2 separate regions of the Capra hircus genome follow, and region 2 is linked to region 1. A link is a contact called in public Hi-C data. All regions are on one chromosome and are shown on one strand. Each heading gives the region's core, a stretch centred on a gene start, on an enhancer-like site or on the middle of the called end of the contact. The rest is flanking DNA. Distances are from core to core; before and after follow the strand shown.

The links. Hi-C and Micro-C count contacts between places; a contact is called where the count stands out from the background.
Region 2: a Hi-C map of blood shows a contact between it and region 1, with 3 times the contacts expected there. The contact joins the enhancer-like site here to the promoter of ID2 in region 1. A contact is called at or near these places in 2 of 5 Hi-C or Micro-C datasets (both in blood).

Annotation. Positions count from the first base shown.
Region 1 is chr11:88,211,624-88,216,779 of ARS1.2, forward strand. ID2 (DNA-binding protein inhibitor ID-2) reads right to left here and starts at 2,513. Exons shown (of 3, transcript XM_005687031.3): 1 at 1,956-2,513; 2 at 1,572-1,635; 3 at 17-782. The coding sequence starts at 2,303. The coding sequence ends at 1,579.
Region 2 is chr11:88,991,142-88,996,297 of ARS1.2, forward strand. It overlaps the pseudogene LOC102189410. Among named protein-coding and RNA genes, the nearest start is that of TRNAC-GCA, 490 kb to the left of the region's middle. Within about 2 kb of position 2,395, at least 2 of the 5 cell types and tissues checked have an H3K27ac peak or open chromatin away from gene starts, as enhancers often do.

The DNA of each region.
Region 1 (5,156 bases), core at 1,263-3,762:
ATTCAGAATTCAGGCATTGACTTCAGACATGTTTTATTATAATCTTATACAGTCTACATAAATTTGAACTTGTATTTATTTGGGTTCAGTTATAACATAGCATAATAAAAATCAAAGCACTGGTCCTCTGAAATAAAGCAGGCAATCACCATTCAATAAACACACTTGATTTATTTTGTATAAAAGGGTTAAGTTTACAACTAAACTTTTATAAAAAGTTTAGCATGAATAAGTACATCATTACACTTTGTATGCAGAAATGTACATTTCTGCCACTATACAAGAAAACTCTAATTAAAGAGTTCACAAGGTTTCACTCAATATATATATATATTTATATATAAATATATACACAGCATTCAGTAGGCTTGTGTCAAAAAGGTAATTTCTGACCAAAAGACTTCATTTAAGTAACTGAATACTGATCCTTCTGGTATTCACGCTCCACCTTTGAAAAAAGGCAAAGTCTGCTTAAATTGGGCAATTCCTTGTGATTTTAACGTTTTCGCTCCCCATGGTGGGAATAGTATATAAAGAAAACCTTCCAACTGCAGAAAGGGCATTTAAAAGTCTTTTTCATAAATAACTAATATCACAGTCCAGGTCAGAAAACACCCTGGGGAAGTTGATCATTCTTAAGTTTTCCTTCCATTTTTTTTTTTAAAGGTCCATTCGACTTGTTGTCCTCCTTGTGAGATGGTTGAAAAATAAGTTCAGCGCCTTAAAAGAGCCTGTGGATTTGTTGTTGTTGTTGTGCAAAGGGAAAAGAAAGTCATGAACACCTGCAAGAGATCGGGAGAGAAAGGACTGTTTAGGAGGTTTTAACCTAAGGGCAGAGACAGGCAGACTGGCGCCAGGAGGAAGCCGCAGTTTGAACATTTAACCAAACACTCAAACACTGGGCAAACCCTGGCGTCCAGATGCAGCGCACACACTCGGCCTGGACAGCGCAAATTAAACATTAAAATAGCAGAGACTCAGGGGAAAACTTCCCAACGCAATCTCCTATTTGGATCTCCAACGGCAGTGCTCACAGGCGCCAGTCTGCTTCTTGTAACAATTATTTGATTGAAAACAGCCCTTTAGTTAACAGATAGGGAAGTCGAATCCCACATCACAGGATCTGAGACAGGGTAGCAATGCTCAACTAGCCGATCCCAGGGGGCTGGAGTTTTGGGGAAGGAGGATCCCTATGGAATTTGCGGTGATAAGATTAATTATATGGAGGTTAGTACCTCATAGTACCAGAGCAATAGCAGAAAACAGCCGGGGCATGTTACAGGCGCACAAGAAGCCAGTACGTATTCTCCTTCACCACCTTGGGAGTAAGTTACAGGCATTGATTTTTTCTTTTCTTTTTTTTTTTTAAAGAAAACGTTCTGGGATTTTGAGTAACAGGAGCTAGATGGCTCTTCATGTCTAGTACGCGTAAACAATGTACTACGTGCAACACAACGAAGTACACGTTCATTTACCAAACCCCCAAATTTTACAGATACGCAAGTACCCACGCGCGCGCACACACACTCCAAGCGCCAGTTCACCAACGGGGGACACAAGCAGACACTCACCATTTATTCAGCCACAGAGCGCTTTGCTGTCATTTGACATTAATTCAGAAGGGAATTCAGAAGCCTGCGAGAGAAAGGGGGGGGGGGGAAAGGCACAAGACGTTAGACAACCTTAAGGAGAAAGAACCTCTTAAAAAAAAAATAGTTTAATTTTGAACAGCAAGTTCCAAAAACCCACGTTTATGAATTCAGATTTAGAGGCATTCACATGTCATAACAATTTCACGCACACGACTCCTTCCACAGCAGATTTGTTTTTGTTTTTTTTTAATGACTGTTAACAGGGACAGTGATAAAGTTATTAGCCCGTCTGTAAGTCAGCGACTAGGGCCCGCCGCCTGACACCGGCTCTACCCGAGCATCGCTGGGGGGAGCGGGTCTTACCTGCAAGGACAGGATGCTGATGTCGGTGTTGAGGGTGGTGAGCGGCGTCCTGGACGCCTGGCTCTGCCCGGGTCGCTGGTGGTGCAGGCTAACGATGGTGGGGTGCGAGTCTAGAGCGATCTGCAAGTCCAAGATGTAGTCGATGACGTGCTGCAGGATTTCCATCTTGCTCACCTTCTTGTTTTGCGGGATGCTGGGCACCAGCTCCTTGAGCTTGGAGTAGCAGTCGTTCATGTTGTACAGCAGGCTCATCGGGTCGTCCACTGGGGTTTTGCTCCGGGAGATGCCCAGGCCGTGGTCCGAAAGGCTGTTTTTCCTAACGGACCTCACTGGACTGAAGGCTTTCATGCTGATCGCGGGGAAGGGAAGCGAAGCGATTGGGAGGAGGGAAGCGGGCTGCCCCGAAGCTCAGGCCGCCGCCGCCGCCGCCGCCGCTGCCGCCGCCTCCTGCGAAGGTCGTCGCGCTCGGCACCGCGCTCGGCTCAGAATGAAGCGGAGAGCCCGGCCCGGCGGCTTTTATACGCGCTCGCCGGGGCCACACGACCCGGCTTCCCCGCGACCCCATTGGTGGAAGGCGGCGCGTCCATCAGGCCGGGCGGGCGCGCCCATTGGCAGGTGCGGGCGCGAGGGGAGAGCTCCGTCCTTCCGCGTTCGCAGCCAATCGCCGTGGGGGTGGGCGGAACGGGCGCCAGCCCAGCTGAGGTGGTAAATAGAGTACTGTGAGCGCCGGGCCCAGGGGGACCTGGGGGTGGGCAGGGACCGGGGGACGGCCGAGCGACGGGAGCAGCGGGGCGCGGACGCGGTGGGGGCGGGGACACCCCGGGACCGTAAGTGGGCACCCCAATCCCAATCCCGATCACTAGGCGGGACCCTCCCCCTAAAGGTGCCCCCCGACGGAGGCTGCTACTCCTCCAAGCTTTCAGCATCACTAAGATCACAGCACCCCCGCGGAGTCTGCAGGGCAGAAGGGGAAAGCCACCACGGTTCCCCGCTCCTCCCGGAAAGTCATCAAGACGTTATGGAAAGCATTTCCGAAAAAAGGGAAAACGCAAATAACTTTGCCATCCACAACTGATGTTTGTAGATTGAGATCGGCCTCTTAAGATCAGGAAAAGCTTTATGAAAACAAACCCCAAAACACCCACGCGCGCGCATTTCAACGACAGGTTTAAGTGTGGGATCGTGCAACCCGGAGCAACGCAGAAGACAGTATAGTAAACTGTGAAGTGAGTACTTACTGGATAACTGTGCTGATCGCTAAGGAGCTCGAGACGCGCGGGACCCTTCCTGGGTTCCTTCTCTAACACTGGGAAGGGCTATTATAATAAAGCTATTAATCGGAAATCATTAGGAGTATTTGCATATTGAAGCTGTATTTACATACACTACCCTTGAGAGGCTGCTGGTCCGCTCTGCAGTGTCGGTGGCAAAGCAAGGTGACTAGCTATGCACACATCATGATTTCTGGTGTCACATTTTAGCGCCTGCTGTATTTTTAAAGTTTTGTACAGGTAGGTGGCCCTAGCCACGGTCAATATCTTCACACTGTTTTTAAAAAAATCTATAAGGTACCAGGTTGGGAATCTTCTTAGCACCAGTACTGGAGGCAGCTTCAGGTTGTGTCACCTGCCCTCATCTTTTAAAAAATTTTTCTTTCTAGAAATCTTTTAAGAACTACAGTTTGCAGTTCTTTACTCAAATCCTCTTCAGTGAATTCACACATAATTCTAACTTAACGGAAGACTACAGTAAGTTAGTTGTGTGTTTTAAAAATCATTTTTCTAGAATACAATAAACTAGAAAGTCTGAAAAAGCATTCTATTTTTAAGTGTCTTGTTTACTTTATCTCAATCTGCATCTCCTCGGCCTTTAAGAAGGAAAAGGAGGGCAGAACTGGAGAAAAAGTAAAGCTTAATAATGGGGAAACAGTATATTTTTCTTCAGTTAATGATTAATTCCTCAGCTGGTGGACCAGCCGGTCTGGTCCTGGACACCAACTACAGCCATGTGCCTGCACTACAGCTGCTCTCGAGGGAGGAAAAGTTGGTGGCGCTAGGGTGGATATCACCTTCCGAAAATCCAGCCACCTCAGGTGGGAGGATAGAGGTGGTTTCCTGACCAGCAGAGAAATCTACTCAGGGCCTGCCCAGTAAATGCTGCCTGCGACTTCTTTGCGCACAGCAGTGGAGTCCCCCACCTCTCCTCTGATATTAAGTCTGGAAATGATTTCATCCTGAGTCCTCACAGTTCGAACCTTTTGATGTTCTTTGTGTGCATGTGTTTCCGTCACATACGTGCCACAGTGGAACAGATTTTGTTTTGACACTATTTTGGTTCATGATGTTATACTTTGACTATTTTACAATAATAGCCAATGTAAACAAACATCTTTGGGATTCTCAAATTATTACTTGTGATTCTTGGACATTGCAGCTCTGAGATACTGACGCATTCCTAGCTTTTTCCAAGGACACCGTATGTTAACATCCGTGCCAGCCTCATTATCCCTCCAGCCGGGCTCCGGGCTGCTTCCTAATGAGCCTTGTGCGGGATTACTTTGCACACTCGCAAAGTTGATTAAGGCACTGCCTTCTCCCAGGCTCAAGTGTGTACCCTGATGCAGTAAAACTGCTAAATATGGTGAAAGTTTTCTGGTGTTTCTTCCTCTATCGGCCATGTCAGAGTCCAGTCAGCCTGGATGAGTGGAATTCGATTCGACTGGCAGGCCAACCAGTTCTACATTCATTTAAAGATCAACTTAAGGGGACTATGAGGCTAAGTTCATGATTTTTTTTTAAAGGCCTGAGTTCCTAGTACGTTCTGTCTCAGCAAGCCCAATTCGCCATTACCTTTAAAATTATGTTTTCATCGGGAAAATGGTGAGGTGGGTTACAAAAAAAAAAATCTGTCTTTTGGTGTCTCCGTGGGCTTGAATTTGAGGCCTCTAAAGCTGCAGATGGGCCCTGGTTCTGCTAGATCCGTGGGTGGTGGGAAGGTGTGAATGGTTTCCGGTGGGGGGGGGTGGAGATGCATGCCCCCACCCCACCCCACCCCCACTTAAAGTCACACGGCGGCCCAGGAAGGTCGCCTAACCTGGTTCCAGGGCTTCACTCCCTCGGTCTCCACCCCGGCCCGGCCGCCGGCTCCCAGCGCGACTGGCCCCTCGCGGTAATGAGAAGCAGCTCCGGGCCGGGCGCGCCA
Region 2 (5,156 bases), core at 1,145-3,644, 780 kb after region 1:
AGTCAGACATGACTGAGCGACGTCACTTTCACTCTTCACTTTCATGAATTGGAGAAGGACATGGCAACCCATTCCAGTGTTGTTGCCTGGAGAATCCCAGGGACGGAGGAGCCTGGTGGGCTGCCATCTATGGGGTCGCACAGAGTTGGACACAACTGAAGCGACTTAGCAGCAGCAGCAGCAGCAGCAGCAGCAGTAGGAGAGAAAAGAAAGAAGAGAGAGGTGCAAAGCTCCTGAGTGATTTCTAGGAACAAACTGGAGATGGCAGAAAAGGAAGAAGAATATCCTAACTACAGAGGAATCAAACACTCAGCCCTAGTTTTCAGTTATTGTTGAAGAAGAGTCTGCTCCAGCTGTGAGGGCAGCCCCAAGGGAGTCCTGTGAGAAGTGTTGTTTTTCTGCAAACAGTCAGGCCTGTGTGATATGTGTGTGTCTTCTGTTCAGGACATGTAAAAGAATAAGCACCCAAATGAGAAATGGAAGTCAGAAGTGATTACAACTATACATTTCCAGGGATTTACAGAGATCGTGGGAGGAATAAAGGGATTTCCATAGTATATGAGATGGGAAATTGGGCAGAATCTCTGGATCTTAAGAGCACTGGTGACCCCAGGTGACATCTGGTTCACATTTATTATATATATATATCGCTCAGTTGGTAAAGAATCTGCCTAAAATGCAGGAGACCCTGGTTCAATTCCTGGGTTGGGAAGATCCCCTGGAGAAGGGAAAGGCTACCCACTCCAGTATTCTGACCTGGAGAATTCCATAGACTATACACAGTACATGGGGTCACAAAGAGTCTATATATATATATCTCCTCTACCTCTCTGCAAGCTCTCTGGGGCCAGACTTGTCCAATGCCTTTTACTTCCTACTAAAACTCCAGGCATAAAAATCAGTGAGGGCATGGATGGATGAATGAACAAATGACTAAATGAATTGAGCTGACTCATTTATGTGGATATCAGTTGTCCCCATTCTATGGGAGCTTCACAGCACCAAAAACATATTGCATGTATCTTGACCTCTCTGCTAAGAAAGGGAGAGTGTTTGGGGAGTTTAGGTATTAAACAGAATCGTTCTTTCTTGGTTATGTTTGCTTTAGTGGTCATTGTTGTTGTAATTATTTCCATTAGTCTGATTGACTTCTCTGAGTCATCAGAACCAAATGTCTGCCTGAAATGTGGAGTGCTATCTCTGAGGTTGCAAGGAAAAAAGGCAAGTAGAAAATTATGACTTTGGGGGCCAGATGGATATAGGTTCAAATCCTAGCTCACAAATGCAATGTCGGGCAAGCTCCCTACTCTCTGAGCCTCTGCTTTTCTTTAAAAGAGGGAGAGAAAAGCTCACGCTGCAGAGTTTTAGGGCAGCTAAATTAAACGAGATGTTTACCGCCTTGTGAAAAGTATTTGACGCACAGAAGATGCTCAGGCCATTCTGGCTCCATCGTACGGACCTAGTGCTGCAGCTGTGAAAGAAAGTGAAAGTGAAGACACTCAGTCGTGTCTGACTCTTTGCGACCCCGTGGTCTGTAGCCCACCAGGCTCCTCTGTCCATGGGATTCTCCAGGCAAGAATACTGGAGTGGATAGCCATTCCCTTCTCCAGGGTATCTCCCCATCCCAGGAATCGAACCCAAGTCTCCTGCATTGCAGGCAGATTCTTTGTAAACTGGACTACCAGAGAAGCCCAGTGCTGCAGCTTGAAGTGAAGAAATCTCATCCCCAAGTCCACAGTGGTCATCAACATAGAGTCATATTCATGTTCTTGTCTGAAAATGCATTGTTTTCACTGCCACCAGGAGATCATTTTCCATCTTCTCTTATTGCCATTTTAGTTAGCACCTGGACGAAAGACTGAGGTGACCCAGCTCTGATGCTTCTGTATAAGTAAACCATGTCTTTTCCAAACAGACAGACAGATGAAGAAATGTACATAATGAATTGTGTACATGTTAGAGTAATTTTGAAATTCGAGCCCTTTATAGATCAAAACAAACAAAAAGTACAAAGTGAATTGTACACAGGTTAGAGTAATTTTGAAATTTGAGCTCTTTATAGATCAAAGCAAACAAACAAAAAGTCCTCTTTCATTTTAAACTTTTTAAAAATTGGTCTGAGTTCCAGAATTGGGGAAGTGACACAGAGAGAGAAAACAAATGGGGTGACATTAACATTCTTAATGTTTTTCAGAATCCAAAACTGATTGAAAAATGTGTATTCATGATATTTAGGCTAAAAGTTAACTAGACAAAACAGAAAGTTAGCTAGGTAAACGTTGATACCATTCTAGACTTAATAGTAAGCTCGTGGAGGTCACAGCCATCCTGGATTAGGAGAGTGGTGAGACACGCAGACACAGGCTGAGTCACTGTGGTTGTTCCAAGCAGTCATTAACCCCTTAGAACTTAACACTCTGAGAATGGTTGCTGTGTTATGCTGTGGAAACACCGGGCACCTGGAATTCCAGGTTGGTGACCTGCTCCCGGAGGAGGTCTGGTTGTGGGTCTGATTTCACCAACCACAGGCTGCACAGGTTCTTCTGTCTCTGGGATCTGGGAACCAAGTTGAAGTTAAGGTGACACCACCCAGGTTGTGGGAGAGGCCACCTGGAACTAGGGAAGTGCCTGCAGCCGGGGAGGTTTGGCTGCATCACAGACACAGGTGGGAGGCTGTCACTCAGGATACCTGCGCTGTAAGCAGGAAGCGGTGGATCTCACGAAGAAACCAGGTGATTCTCCTTATGACTGTTCACAAAAATCGGTGATGAGTTTGATGCCAACTCAACAAGTCCCTGGGAAACCTATCCCCTCTTCCCTTAGCCACTCTCTCAAGATTTGGAAAGAAAGGCTCCTGAGACAATGAGTTTTAGTGATTTTTTTTTTTTCTATATCCTGTGACCTAACTCTGAGACACTGAGATAGTGAGTTGACTTTTTTTTTTTTTAATGAATTTAAATTGAAGAAAACACCTCTGGCGCTCATATGATACGTTTGCTGTTTGCTTTATCAGCAGTGTGATCACAGTCCTCTCCATTAAAGGCTTTAACTGGCTCTCCTTTATCTACAAATGATGCCCACATCCTTTCAAATGGTACTCAAGATGCTCCGTGGTCTGTTATTCGGCACCTTCTCAGCTGTATCTCTCTGTGTCTTCTCGCACCTTCCATACACACATCATGCTGAATCACCCTTTCACGGTCACACTGTTTGTGCACAGATTCACAAGTTATCATTTGACCGCTTCATCTCCGTGTGCCTTCTCCCATCTATGCACACATCATGCTGAGTCACTCTGTCATGGTCAGACTGTTTGTCCGTAGACACACAAATTATCATTTGAAGAGACAACTTCTCATCCCTGGAAACTTAACTCAGTATACTCCTGCTTGTGCTCCTTCCCTGACTTGCACACATAGAACCAGTCCCGCCGTCTTCTGTGTTAACATTGTCCCAGGTTCATAACATCTTCAACAGCACTTTTGCATTGTATCACAGCTAACACAGCAACTTCCTTCCTACCTTGTAGTTTACTTGAGGAGAGACAATCCATCCAACTGATGGTTAATGCGAGACTAATCCCATGGCTGGCACATAGAAGGCACTTACAAAAGTTTGTTGAATTAAGGTAGAAAATTCCCCTTCAGTATACTATGTTTCATCATTAACAAAGTTGGAGCTTTATACGCAAAAAATAAAGAAGGAAGAAAATCACAAAAGAACCAAGAAACAGATGTCTATAGCTGATTTAATCTGTTTATCATCAGATCCTTTATTCCTGTTGTCAAACACCATGCATGTCTCCTAAAGAAGCATCATTTCAAAAAGCCATCCTTTCTCACCCACAAGCACACCATTCTCTAGCTTCTGACTTATAAAAGGTGCTCATACATATTTTGCAGTGAATCTTGGGTAAGAACCCGAGAGTCAGAGCTGCTCAGTGTTCATGGCCGCGACCACGTGTGCTCCCTTACCCTGTACAACCTGCCTGCGTTAACCCACTCCTTGGTGTCACAGAGTTAGAAAAGGACTCGGAGAACTGTAAGGGGCAGTCCAGGTGACTTAGAAAGTCCAAGATGATGGGTTCTTGCAAGTGTTTTACGAATACTATGTTTTGTTACACAGGGCACACTCACAAGCACATAGTAATAGCTACCATTTGCACAGCGTACCTCAAAGTACACAAACATCTCCAAGAGACAGATTTTCCCCTTGTGTCAGAGAGGAGGAAACTGAGCCATGGAGAGGTTAAGGAGTGTGCCCAAGGGCACCATGGTTAGGAAGTGATGCAGCCTGGCTGCAGATTTGACTCATTCAAACTCTACATCTCAGCTTTTGACTCTGCCAAGCCAGGATGCAAACATAAACCATCATGCCCCATTTTACCAGCTTAGTTGGAAAGCAGGCTAGTAGAAGAGGGTCCATGGGAAGCAAAATAAATGCTTTATTTTATTCTCTTCTTGAGGTAAAATAAAACTATGTAAACTCTTCGGTAGTCCACAAGGAGCTATATGCATTTATACACATAAATGTGAGCACATCTCCCGCAGTTCATGGTGTGGTTCCTGTTGATGCATGTTGAATATATTGGGGGCATCTATCTTGATCTAGGGGCTCCCCAGGTGGCACTAGTGGTAAGGAATCCTCCTGCCAATGCAGGAGATTCGACCCCTGGATTCAGAAGATCCCCTGGAGGAGGAAATGGCAACCCTCTCCAGTATCCTTGCCTGAAAAATTCTTTGGGCAGAGAAGCCTGGCCGGCTGCAGTCCGTGGGGCGGCAGAGTCAGACGTGACTCAGCAACTGAGCACGCATCTTGATCTAGATGTCTGAACACAGGCGATTAGTCTACACCACTCACATGCCACCTTCTGTTCTGCACACTCTCTCACTGACACAGACTCTCACACATTCAGGCACACATCCCAGGGATGTTTGCTCAGAGGCTGGCTCTGGCCGCCTGCTGAGTCTCAGGGTGGGGCCCCCTGCACAGGTGTCAGCGTGGGTGGAAATTTATTTTCTAAACAAGTGAGAAAATGACAAAATGAACAGAAAAACCACAAAAGCGACTCTGTCAGATCTTGGTTTCCTCCCCCCAAAATTGTAGTCAGAAGAGGGAGGAAGTGAGTCTGTAAGGTGGTTTAAGGAATGGTTTGG